Linked DNA regions of Mus musculus: region 1 is linked to region 2. Evidence: chromatin contacts called from public promoter capture Hi-C data. All regions are on one chromosome and are shown on one strand. The core of a region is the stretch at or near the end of the contact, and the rest is flanking DNA. Distances in the headings are between cores, read along the strand shown. Region 1 holds the start of Msmo1 (methylsterol monoxygenase 1). Region 2 holds the start of Sap30 (sin3 associated polypeptide).

Region 1 (6,033 bases), core at 798-3,297, 7.2 Mb after region 2:
AATAATAATTTGTCAAGAGGGGGCTGGTGAGATGGCTCAGCAGTTAAGAGCACTGACTGCTCTTCCAGAGGTCCTGAGTTCAATTCCTAGCAACTACATGGTGGCTCACAACCATTTGTAATGGGATCTGATGCCCTTTTCTGATGTATCTGAAGACAGCTACAATGTAATCATATAACTTATAAATAAAACTAAAAAAAAAAAAATTGCCACCAGGCAGTGGTGCTGCAATGCCTTTAAACCTAGCACTTGGGAGTCAGGGGCAGAGTGAGTTCCAGGACAGCCAAGGCTATACAGAGAAACCCTGTCTCAAAAAAAAAAAAGACAATAATATTAATAATAATACTATAATAATAATTTGTCAGGAAACCTCAATAAATATCATGTTAAGCACTGAACATAAGACCTGGCACACAGCATCTAAAATAAGCTAACAATTATTGAGCACCTTCTGCATACCCAGTATATGCTGTCATTTTAAGCTAAACCCTTGCCTCGCTGTGAAATAGAGGAACTTCTATGATCCTTGGTTTTCAAATGATGAGCTGAGGCTTAGGATAAATGAATAACAGTACAAAGTTGCACGGATGGGGAGTGGAGGAGTACAGCTTACCCAGGCCCCCTGAAAAGGCTGCTCACACTGGCGGTATGTTCTCACTCCCCATCGTTTTCTATTTCTATCCGTATGCTCAACTTACTCTTAAAAAAAATTTCACAAAGTGCCCCAGGTCTGTCTGTCTCTCTCTCTCTCTCCTCTCTCTCCTCTCTCTCTCTCTCTCTCTCTCTCTCTCTCTCTCTCTCTCTCTCTCTCTCTCTCTCTCTCTCTGCCTGTCTCTCTGTGTCTCAAGATCTGTGTCTTAAGTTGGGCTTAAAACTATGAAACTAAGGACGACCTTGAACTCCTGATACCCTGCTGAGATTACCAGTGTTCGCCCACACACTCAGCAACCATCAAGATTTGACATTTCTCCATTTGACATTTTTCCTAGTCTCATGGAATGCTGGTTGATACCCATCATCTGTAACTCTTATCCTGATTTAGATTCTGATTACCCAAAAGGCTGCTGGCCTGGATCAAACTTGAATGCATCCTACAGTGCCTCAGGTGCCCATCGCAAACACGCTTTAATGCCTAACTTGAGAAACTTCATCACCTCCAAAAGAGCTGTTCTAGTCTCTAACTCGGCATCCTCGACTAAGTCTCCCAACTTCCACACAATGCTGAGACAGCGTTCAGTTACCTCAAGTTCACGCTCCGTAATGAGGAGAGGAAAACAGGGCATGTAGTTTTAAACAAAGTGTCAGATAAAGTGATCAGACAGGAGAGGGGAAAGCAGGCTTTGCTGAAATGAATATCCTGCCTTTTCAGTTTTGAGCAGCCTGCTTGCCTGGAAATTCGATCTGAATCAGGTAGACTAGATCCTCGGATTTCAAAAAATAAAAAGGATGAAAAAAAAAATGTATTCGTAGGATAACTTAACTCCTGGCTGACGATCCCAGCCCCTCTTTCGGCACTGCAGCTTAGAGAAGCCTTAGGCACAGGGTCAGGATCCATTTAAACATAAGTTTAAACCTTCATGGTTCAAGCGCGGGTAATTCTCCTAATGTGAAGCCCAGACCTCTCGTCCATGCACCCCTCTCTCACATGGAGCCACATCCTACAATACCTCTGGGACAGCTTCCTAGATCCACAAACACAGAACACACCCTACTCCCCCACTTGGTGATGGTGTTTTTGTAAAAAGTTTTTAAGACTCAAGTCAATGAACCAGACTCCAGGTGATTGCAAACTCTTTAAAGGGCAGGAAGTGTTGTCATTCCAGTTGCATCACTTGAGAACCTAGGCTCCTTGCCTGGAGTCTCGCACAGCCCACCCAGGTTCTTCCCACCGCATCCTTACCGGCCTCAGCCGGACACCACCCTGCTGGTCCCCGTCTCAGTCGCCCTCCACCCGGATCAGGCTAGAGAGCGCCTTACCTGGCGTCCCCGCGACAGACAGCGGTCTAAGCGCAAGTCCTGGCAGGTGCAGCGGCCTCCTCACTACCTCTGCCGGCTCAGGGGCAGGGCCCGGAGGCCGGGCCCCGGCTCGCCTGTCGTAATTGGTCCGCCCCACTCCCGCCCTGCCTTCGCCGTGCAGTGATTGGTCCGTGCTAAGGCCCGGCAGCGTGTGACTCAAGTCAACGAAGCCCTAGCGGCGCCAGTCATTGGCTGCGCGGATGGAGTGAGAATAGTGAGACCCGCGCGGCCAGCCAGTCGTCCGCGCGGCAGCGCAGCTGGAGGCGGGGCGCCGCGCGAGCGCGTGACGGCGTGACGGGGCGGGGCAGCCGCGCGGACCCGGCGTCGCCTTGGCAACCAAGCGGTGGGTTCCTAGGCGCCCAGTGCTGTGGGTGCGCTGGGTTGTAGCATCTTGCTACTCACATTGGCTTGGCTTCATCCAGAACCCGGGGAAAAAAGTGGTATATATGTTTTAAAGACTGATTTGAGTTTTTGGTCTTGCTTTCCTGTAGTTTATTCTGGATTTCGATCTTTCTTTTTTTTTTGAAAATGACACTTATTTCTTATTATTTATACTAGTATGAATACTACATTTATTTTCACTTTAAACTGGTCCACATATCATATAGTTTAGTTATAATAGTTTGAATTCCATTATAAATAATTAATTTTTACATACTAAATTTATTCTTCAAATTTATTAATGTATCCTTTTTCTTACACTCACAGAGCCAGAGACACAGAAAGCTAGAGAGACAGAGAGATAGACAGATAGGTATGATGGGGCTTGAGGGAGTTATAGTTGGGGAATGAGGGGAAAATATGGTCAAGATAAACTGTATAGATGGATGACATTTTCAAATAATATAAAATAATAAAAACAAAATCAGTGATGTAAGTTGGATTTTTTTTAGGCTACCCTGGAGTTTTTAAAAAAATCACTTTCTAATATTTATTGTAATCAGATTAATAAAACTAGGAATTAAATTTTCATGTTAATAATATTTTTGAGACATAAATATGAAAATGATATTAAGGTAACCTGACAATTTATATGTAATGGACAATTTTGTGTATTAGATTTCGATCTTCCTTAAGACAGGTCTCGAGTTATAGTCTGGCCTTTGAGCTGGATACGTAACCTAAGGACGGCCTTGACCTCTAGTCCTCAGGCCTTGGATCATCCATCTTGCCCCCCACGTACTTTAATAAGTGAAGCTTTTTTCAAAGTTCTATTCTTTTTATCTCATTTAGTGTCTGTCTGTGAGTGTGTGTTCACAAGGGGAGTTTGTGCTTCCTTCTGCTTTGTGCTGCTGAGGGTTAACCTCATACGCTCAGGCTTGTGCTGACTGAGCCTGGCAACTATCTTTTAATAAATCTCTGCACATGGACCATAGGGTACTAGTGCAATATAGATCCTGCAATAGCTGAGGGATGCCAGCATTTCCCGTGTTGCAGATTGAGAACAAAGCTCAGAGAGGCTAGGGGGAGGGGCACATGTATGCTGAGGCCCTGGCAAGGCAGCTCAGGGGTAGAGTTTATGCTTAACATTCTAGGGGGCTGAGTTCCACAGGTAGAAATTGGTTCTAAGTCAAGGGAGTTATCTGCTCCCTAGGTGTCAAGACCTGGACCTAAACCAGCAGATGAGCTAAGAACCAAGCCTGTGTAACGCTAGTGTGAGTGCCCAAAGACAGGAGCGCTTAGACTACAGCTCTAGGCTCCTTTTACACCACTTGTGAAAGCCTATCTAGAGATAATGTGGTGACAGGAAGCCAATCTTTTCCTTAAAGAAGGTGTCCCAGAAAAACCACAACGACAAAATACCATATCCACTGTGGTGGTGTAACCCAGGCACTTGGCAGATCGGACCAGGAGGATCAGAATTCAAGGTCAGCTTTGTCTACGTAACGTGTTCAAGGCCAATCAGGCTGCATGAGGAGGCCCTATCTCAAAACAAGAATAACCTTCCCCCACCGTACCCCCAACCCCCACCCCGAAGCAGGAGGATTGTTCTGAGTATGAGGCCAAGCTGGGGTATTTAACATGATTTTTTTTTTTTTTGAGACTGGGACTCATTATGTAACTCTAGCCAGCCTTGAACAGAGATCCACCTACCTCTGCCAATCATTTAATAAAAAATTGCACAAGGGCATCATTGAGGCCAGCCCTGCTCCCATCTACATGAAAAGTATACATTTTCATTGAAGTGCACACTGTGTGCAAGCTATCCTAGAATTTCTATAGAAAGATGTCATTCTCCCCCCCCCCCCCCTTTCTGCATGGAACTAACTGTCTTCCCTTCCCTGCAATTCTGGCTTGATCTTCTGAACAAGTTCCATTGATGGGTGTTTCTGGGGAATCCAGTGTACCTTGTACTCATGGCTAAGTGTTCCATGCCTTTAGCTCACATATTCTTTATAAAGTGTGGAGGCAGGCAGGTCACCTCAAAGGAAAAGAACGTGTCTCTTGTGAGGTTAAGGTTGCAGCTCAGTTGTTAGGCCTGAGTCAGATAAATTGTGTCTCATAGAGAAAGTGGGGTGCTCCCTAAGCGATTCTTCCTCCAGCTATTAAGTATAAGCAGGATTCTTTCTCTCCCCAACCCAACTCTTTCTACTGGCCAGTGTGAGCCTGGTTATTGGCTGTTCCAGGGTGATAGGCTGTAACTCTTAACCTAACAGGTTCAGGATTGCATTGCTTGGCTATCCCAGGTCCAGATCCCCTGCCTCCTATTGTCCGAGGCCGTGGATGTGACAGTGCTGGTCACACACTGTGGGGGCAGATTGAGCACGTTAGCCATTTTTTTTTTAACAGTAGACACTTCAGCAAGTATGTACACTTAACAAGCTCAGTAGGCTGGGAGGTAGAGCCCCTGCCTAGCTTGTGTGAGACGTTGAGGATCAAGCCACAAGTCAAAGAGTTCACAGGAAGCATTGGTTATGGACTCAGCCTCAGCATTAAACCCCAGAAGAATCATATGTATCTCTGTGAACTATTCCTAAATCTTGGAAGTTCATGGCTGGACACAGTAAAATGCAACCTACCTAGGGGTCCAGGCACAAAACATGCACTTTTTTTTCAAATCCTATGAAATTCTGTGACATAACACTACCCACTGTCTTAATTTTTGTCATAATAAAGTGAGAGTCAAAGCCTAAGAAATTTCTTAAAATTCACAACTGGCATACATAGCACAGGACACAGACATGGTTTCTGTGTCTGTGGGTTCAACACACTGGAGCCTTTCCTTTATACAGTGGAGAATCCTAGGCTTAGTTTAAGAAACCCGATACCAAAATATGCCTCTATTCAGCCATCTAACCTTTGCTCCAAAATGAAGCACCAGCAGCCATGGGAGTCTGTAGAAGACCGAGTGCTTAAGAGCAAATTGAAATAAGGTGTTCTTTGCACATAATCAGGTAGTACAGTATTACACAACACACAGCCAAGGAACAGAGCCTGACATAAAGAACTAAGTTGTCTGGTAGCATATCCACTACTGCCCTCAACCTTAGACCTCTCTGCTTTTAGCCAACAAGTAGATTCAAGACAAGCAGGCAGCACGGCTCCCTTGAGAAACAAGTATGCAGATCTGGCCTTGACTTTACTCAAGCCCAGACTGCTTCCTTTTATACACACACACACACACACACACACACACACACACACACACACACACACACACACATTTTAAATTACCTCATCTCCTCTTGTTCTTTCTTCCAGCCCCTCCCATATACTCCCTCTTGTGTTCTCTCAAGTTCAGAACCTTTTAAGAGACTGTTGTCAGATATTCATAAATATAAAAATACAACCCACTAAGTCTGCATAATGTTGTTAGTATGTATGTCTTTAGCAATGAGCATCTGGCACTGAATAAACCAATTGGTGGGGATTCTTTGAGGAAGACTATTTCTCTTGATCTCCACATTCCTTAGTTGCCTATTGTTCTTGGTCTTAAGTTGAGGCCTCCTAAGCTTTCCCTGTGCCATGTCAGCATGTCTGTTGGTGTCACCTTTATTGGTGAGGTCTTGTGTAGGC
Region 2 (5,638 bases), core at 1,876-4,375:
CATCCCTTTAAAACAAGATTCTAGAACAATGATTAAAAAATTCTCATTGCTTACTCTGAAAAATCAACATTAAAAGACACTGTATATACTCTGAATGTAATCCACTGAGCACTCACTGGAGAGCTTTCCTAGGTGGCAGATAGATGTTTCTAAACAACTACATTCCACAATACACCTATTAACTTTTACTTTACTACATGCAATATACTATTTAATATACTACATTCATCTATTTCATCATCACTTAATGATACCTTGTTGGTGTGAACAGGATTGTTTAAACAGTATAAAGCTTATTTATATATACCTCAACAAGTTGTGCTTTATTTAGACCTGGTCTGGTTGGAAGCTTGAAGTGTCTTTTGTATCTTCTAAGTGTATTTACTTGTAATTGGTACAAATCAACCTAGAAAAAAAAAATAGATGAGTTAGTTCACTCTGTTGAAAAGATATCATTGATCTGTATTATGACACTTCACACAATGACTTCATTTACACACTCAGACCTGTACTTTATTAAACAGTTCCATCTTTGGGGGATACATATTGTAAACTTCCGGAGAAACAAAAGAGGAAGTTGTATGTCAAGAGCTGTAAGAATGTCGTCTGAGATTTAATATTAGTATAAATACATCTTCACTGACTGTATATAACTTTTGAGATTTTTCAGATGCTTTAAACAGTTAAAGAAGAGCTCAAATATTTACAGAATGGTGTTGGGATTGCCAGCATGCTTATGATTTACATATAACATGGGGAAAAGCCTGCCATCTACCTCTGGAGTGTCGATGTCCTGAACAGGCGAGTCTCCCCCATCATCATCGCTTCCTTTCCTCTTCCTTCTGTTCCGAACGCTCTGAATTAAGTTCTTATGATAGTCACAAATGTAAAGATGCCTTGCCTGTAAAGGAAAAATTTTCAAAGACTGTGAGTCCAGAAAAACTGCAGCTAAGTATTAGTAAAATGCATAGGCCCAGGTGGCTGACTAAAAATCATCTTAACAGGCCACTGTTCAGAAGATGCAATGTTTCTTTCCACTATTAAAATGTTGTAACATTAGCAATCTGGCGATACTGTTAAGGAAATGGGGGAGGGGAGGAATTGGAAGCGGTGGGCGGGCGGGTAGTATCTTGGAGAAGGCAGGCAGGCAGGAAAGGAAGAAAAATTCCAATTCTCTGGGTCTTGTCATCAAATTGCAGGGAAGGTGACCTAAATAAGTTAGCTCCTGCTGATTTTAACTTAAAAGGGAGAGGTGGCATTGCCCACAAATTTGTCCTTGTATTTTCTCTAGCTTGAGAGCAGCATTATATTACTCGTAGGTACATGCTTTCTGATTGATCTGTTAGATAGTGAAATTCTACAGGTACAAAGTATGCATTTCTTTACAAATGCAACATTGAATTCATATCCTATGTTTAAATTTGAACCCTAAGGTTTCTTTTTAAGGATTAAGCGAATATATTTCTCTGTATTTTGTGTTTTCAATTAAAGCAAATTATTCATGTTCTCTTGCAAAGTTTCTCATGGACCCTACTGAGAAACCTGCCTAAACAGAATCACAAATAAACTTTTCAAAAAAATTAATTACTCGGGGATTTGAGAGCTGTATATACAGTGGACTAGGAAATACTGAGCTGATTGACACTCTCCCCCCCCCCCCTTTTAAGGCTACAATTAAAGGCCGAATGAACAGGCTTTTAAATTGACTTCTAAGCTAAGGGTAAGTTAAAAATATACAGGATGTCTGGAGGTTCTGTATCTTGTTCTTCCTTTGCCATCAGTCAGAGCTCTGAAAAGTAGCAATGGAATTCTCTGAAACCTCATAGCTGGCCAAAACAGCAGACGTGCATAAAGACAGAAAAAGAAATCCCGATGGCTGCCGAGAGGGCTGTAAAACCGCAGAGGCTTATTTGCAGCCTTGGTTCGGAGCAGCTGCCCGAAGAGCTGACACCGCAAACAACGTTTACAATCATCTATCTCCCTGTAAGGCAACTGGTGAGCTCAGCTTGCTTGTCTGTGTTCAAGAGAAAGAGAACAACGAGGAGGAAAGAAAAAAAGAAAAGACAAAAAGGAAAAAAAGAGAGAGAGAGAGAATTGTGGGGTCCAGCCAGACTCTACTTTCCCTAGAGGAGCGAAGCTGCTCCCTAGGGCAGACACCGGCTCTGGCAGCAAAACAAAGGCGCCTCCATTCCAGAAGGGACTGCCCGGCTGCGAGAAAACTACTCCGGGCCCTCGGTGCTGCGGTCCCCTTTGTTTCGTTTCCAGATCGCAGCAAAGGAGGAAGAGGGAAGCCTGGCGTGGGAGACACGCGAGGCAGCGGGAGTCCGGGCGAGGGGCGGAGGAGCCCCGCACCACTGCGCGAGCGCGCGCTGGGGAAGGTGGCCGGAGTTGCAGGGACTTTGTTTCAATCAGAGAACCACTAATCCCACCTGCAACCCAATCCCCGAGACTCGTGAACCCCGCCAACCATCCGGCGAGGCACGCAGGATAGGGCAGGGCGGTCCCTGGGCCACTTACACTCTTATCCAGCTCGATCTTCACCTTCTTCTGAGAGATGCTCTTCTGGATCCTTTTGCTGAAGCTGGCGTTGCCTGCCGCGCGCCCGCACCGCTCACCGTCCTCCCGCAAACAACAGAGTTGCCCAGGGCCGGGACCGGCCGCTCCAGGTGGCCCAGAAGCTGACACTGCACCGGCACCGGGTACCTCTGCCCCACCGCCGGCTGCGTTCCCATTCCCCGCCGAGGCGGCGGCAGCCGCAGCAGCGACCACCGCGGCCACGGCGGCGGCCGCGTCCCCGCCTCGGCTCATCTCCTCCGGAGTGAAGCCGTTCATGTCTGCCAGTTCGGGGGCGCCGGCGCCGCTACAGAGCCCCGCTCGCCGCGCCGCTCCGCCTCCTTCCCCTGGGCGGCCGTTCACTCCGCACCCCAAGTCTGGTGGCGGCACGGTCCGACGCCCAGAGTCCAGGGCCGGCCGGTCTGTCGGTGCTGGAATAGCTACCAGGTCCTGTGACTGTGATCAGGAGTGAAGTGGCGCCTAGAAAGGAGACCCCACTCACTGTCACATGGAGACTTCAGCAGTTGGACCGCAGCTCCTCCGCCTCCTTCTCAACCCCAGAACCTGCGCGAGGGAGACGCCCCTCCTCTGGCCCCGCCCCACACCTGCCGCGCGGCCCCACGGGAATGGTAGTTCTTGATCGAGGAGCTAACTTGCGCTCTGTTCTGATTACGTGCGGGACCAGCGGGACAAACTACTCATCCCAGCATGCGTCGCGTGGCGAGCCACCCCTAGTTTTTTTTTTTTTCCATTCCAAGCACCGGGCAAGTCTGACTGTGAGGTCAGGCTTTTACCGTGTTTTCTCGCCTCTATTCTCTCCTGCGAGCAAGGGCTGGTTTTAGCTCCTCTTGTTTCGCAAAGTTAGTGTTCAGACCGCCAGCTGACTCCTGGGAAGAAGCATTAATGGTGTGTGTGTGTGGGGGGGTGGGGGGTGGGGGGGGGTAGTAAGAATTAAGTGAGAAAAAGTTTACGGGCTGTTTGGTATTTATTGAAAGAAAACTCGGGATACCTAGCGCTCTTTAGGCGGAGAGTCCTTCATCTCCATCTCCATACCGCAGCTGACTTCTAGAGCGTGGCAGGTCCTTGGCATACTCGTGTGCCGACGGGTTGGCAGGCATCGGGCTGCTTGTCGCCTCTACTGCCACTTGGATTCCTTTCAAACGGATCTAAGAGGGTTTAAGACCATTTAAAGGAAGCACACTAGTATCACGTCTGCAGACTACTCATCAAAACTTAGCCCTGGCTGTAGGGGACGAGGATCGAGAAACCTCTTTTCTTGAGTCATATGCATGCGTACATGTGTGCTTGTGTGTGCCGCGGGTGTGTGTGTGGGGGGGGGGGGGGTTGCGCGCGTGCGCGCCTGGGTACGTGTTTGTGCTCGCGTAATGTGTATTTTTGCCTGTGCCTGTGGTGGGCGGGGTGGAAGAATGGGCGTGGCCATGCCAACCCTGAACCTCTGATAATTATTAGACTTAAGCTTAAGCAAAAATAATTTATTTCAAGTGGAAGAGTTTTGAGAAAGCCTGTTTTAGATTCAACCAATTCAGTGACGATTATATATATATATATATATAATCGTCACAGAGGTCATGAAAAACTTAGGCCCAAGCTTTCACACCTTTAATCCAAAGAGACAAAGCCAAGCAGATTTCATTGTTCAAGACCAGCTTGGAACAGAGCAAGTTCCAAATAGAGAAAAGTTTAAATCCAGTCATGGTAGAACATGCCTTTAATGCCAGCATTAATGATACAGAGCCACACATATCTCTGAGTTCAAGGTCAATATTCAGAGCAAGTTCCAGGACAGCTAAGCTTAGGCTGGGAAGGAGTTGGAAAACATAAAGTTGGTAATAGAATAAGAAGGGGCCACATTCCAGCCTCAGCAAGTAGCAGAACTCAGGTGCTCCGGCTATGTGGCTGGCTTTAGAGTCAAGAATAGAAGGCACCACTAGGACAATTGATGCTGGCTAGCTGGAGCTAAGAAATTAGCAGTGATTACGAAGAGATCAATACCACAGAGGTGAAATCGTCTGGGAGTTGTTTTCTGAAGGCAAAAGAAGCTGTGTTTCCGAGATACCCAAGTTTGTACCCTGTACTGCAGCTGTACTTGGTAATGTATAAGTGTCACCCAAGTGGTAGTGGTTTTGAAGGTATGAAGGGGTCATGAAGAGCAGCTGTGAGAGGCCAGGGAAGACCATTGGTGAAAGTGCAGCCTCAGTTGTTGATGGGTTAGGACTGAAGAGGTTATGCAAAGGATTTGAGGCGTGGCACCATGAAGAGAGCCTATGAGAGGTGAAACTTAGTTGCAGCTGAAGGCCCCTAACATATTGGAGATGCCAGTACCATAGAATGATCACCAAGAACAACAGCAACAGTGGAGTGGAGTCAATCTGCTACAGAGAATGCTACAGAGGGCAGAGCTGGAGAAGTGACACAAGCCCTTTGGAAGAGCCCAGAAGATCATGTGTGGATCCTAGATACTGGAACAAGAAGCGGTAATGTTTAAGTTGCCTTGGAGACTCCAAGATGTTCAAAAATGCCAGAGCCATGGGTTATCTGCTGAGGAAAGCTGCTAACAGGGAGTGGAACCAACCCAGGAGAAAGAAATTTGTTGCAGTCAACAAAGATGTAGAAGGAGTTAGAGATTTGGCTTTTTGACATCAGACTAGGAGATGCAGGCTTTGGAGTTTGCCCTGCTGGTTTCCAGTCTTGCTTTGGGGGTTACAGTTAAGTGAGTGGATGAATCTCAGAAGAGACTTTGAACTTTGGACTTTTAACATTCTTGAGACTGCTGTTGACTGTGGGGACTTTGGAATGTGGACTAAAAGCACTCTTTTATTATGCTATGTCTAGGTGTGGCCCCCATAGACTCCTTTGTTTAAATAAGCCTATGGGAGCCAGGGAGCTGACTGTATTGTTTTGTATATTCTTGACCCTGGGAGTGGCCATAGTGGGAGCCCTGGGAGTGGCCATAGTGGGAGGTGTGGCCTTGTTGGAGTAGGTGTGTCACTGTGGGCTTTTGCTTAAAGACCCTCATTCTATCTTCCTCCAGGAATTTCCTCCAGTATTTTCATAGCAACCTTCA

The links. Promoter capture Hi-C pulls out the DNA fragments that hold promoters and counts their contacts.
Region 1: a promoter capture Hi-C map of pre-B cells shows a contact between it and region 2, with 2.9 times the contacts expected there. The contact joins the promoter of Msmo1 here to the promoter of Sap30 in region 2. A contact is called at or near these places in 2 of 39 promoter capture datasets (liver and pre-B cells) and 2 of 484 Hi-C or Micro-C datasets (B cells and regulatory T cells).

Annotation. Positions count from the first base shown.
Region 1 is chr8:64,731,531-64,737,563 of GRCm38.p6, forward strand. It overlaps Msmo1 (methylsterol monoxygenase 1), which reads right to left and starts at 2,048. Exons shown (of 6, transcript NM_025436.3): 1 at 1,978-2,048.
Region 2 is chr8:57,484,735-57,490,372 of GRCm38.p6, forward strand. It overlaps Sap30 (sin3 associated polypeptide), which reads right to left and starts at 3,126. Exons shown (of 4, transcript NM_021788.2): 1 at 2,518-3,126; 2 at 776-901; 3 at 308-406. The coding sequence starts at 2,832. 2500002B13Rik (RIKEN cDNA 2500002B13 gene) reads left to right here and starts at 3,229. Exons shown (of 4, transcript NR_126553.1): 1 at 3,229-3,459; 2 at 5,606-5,638.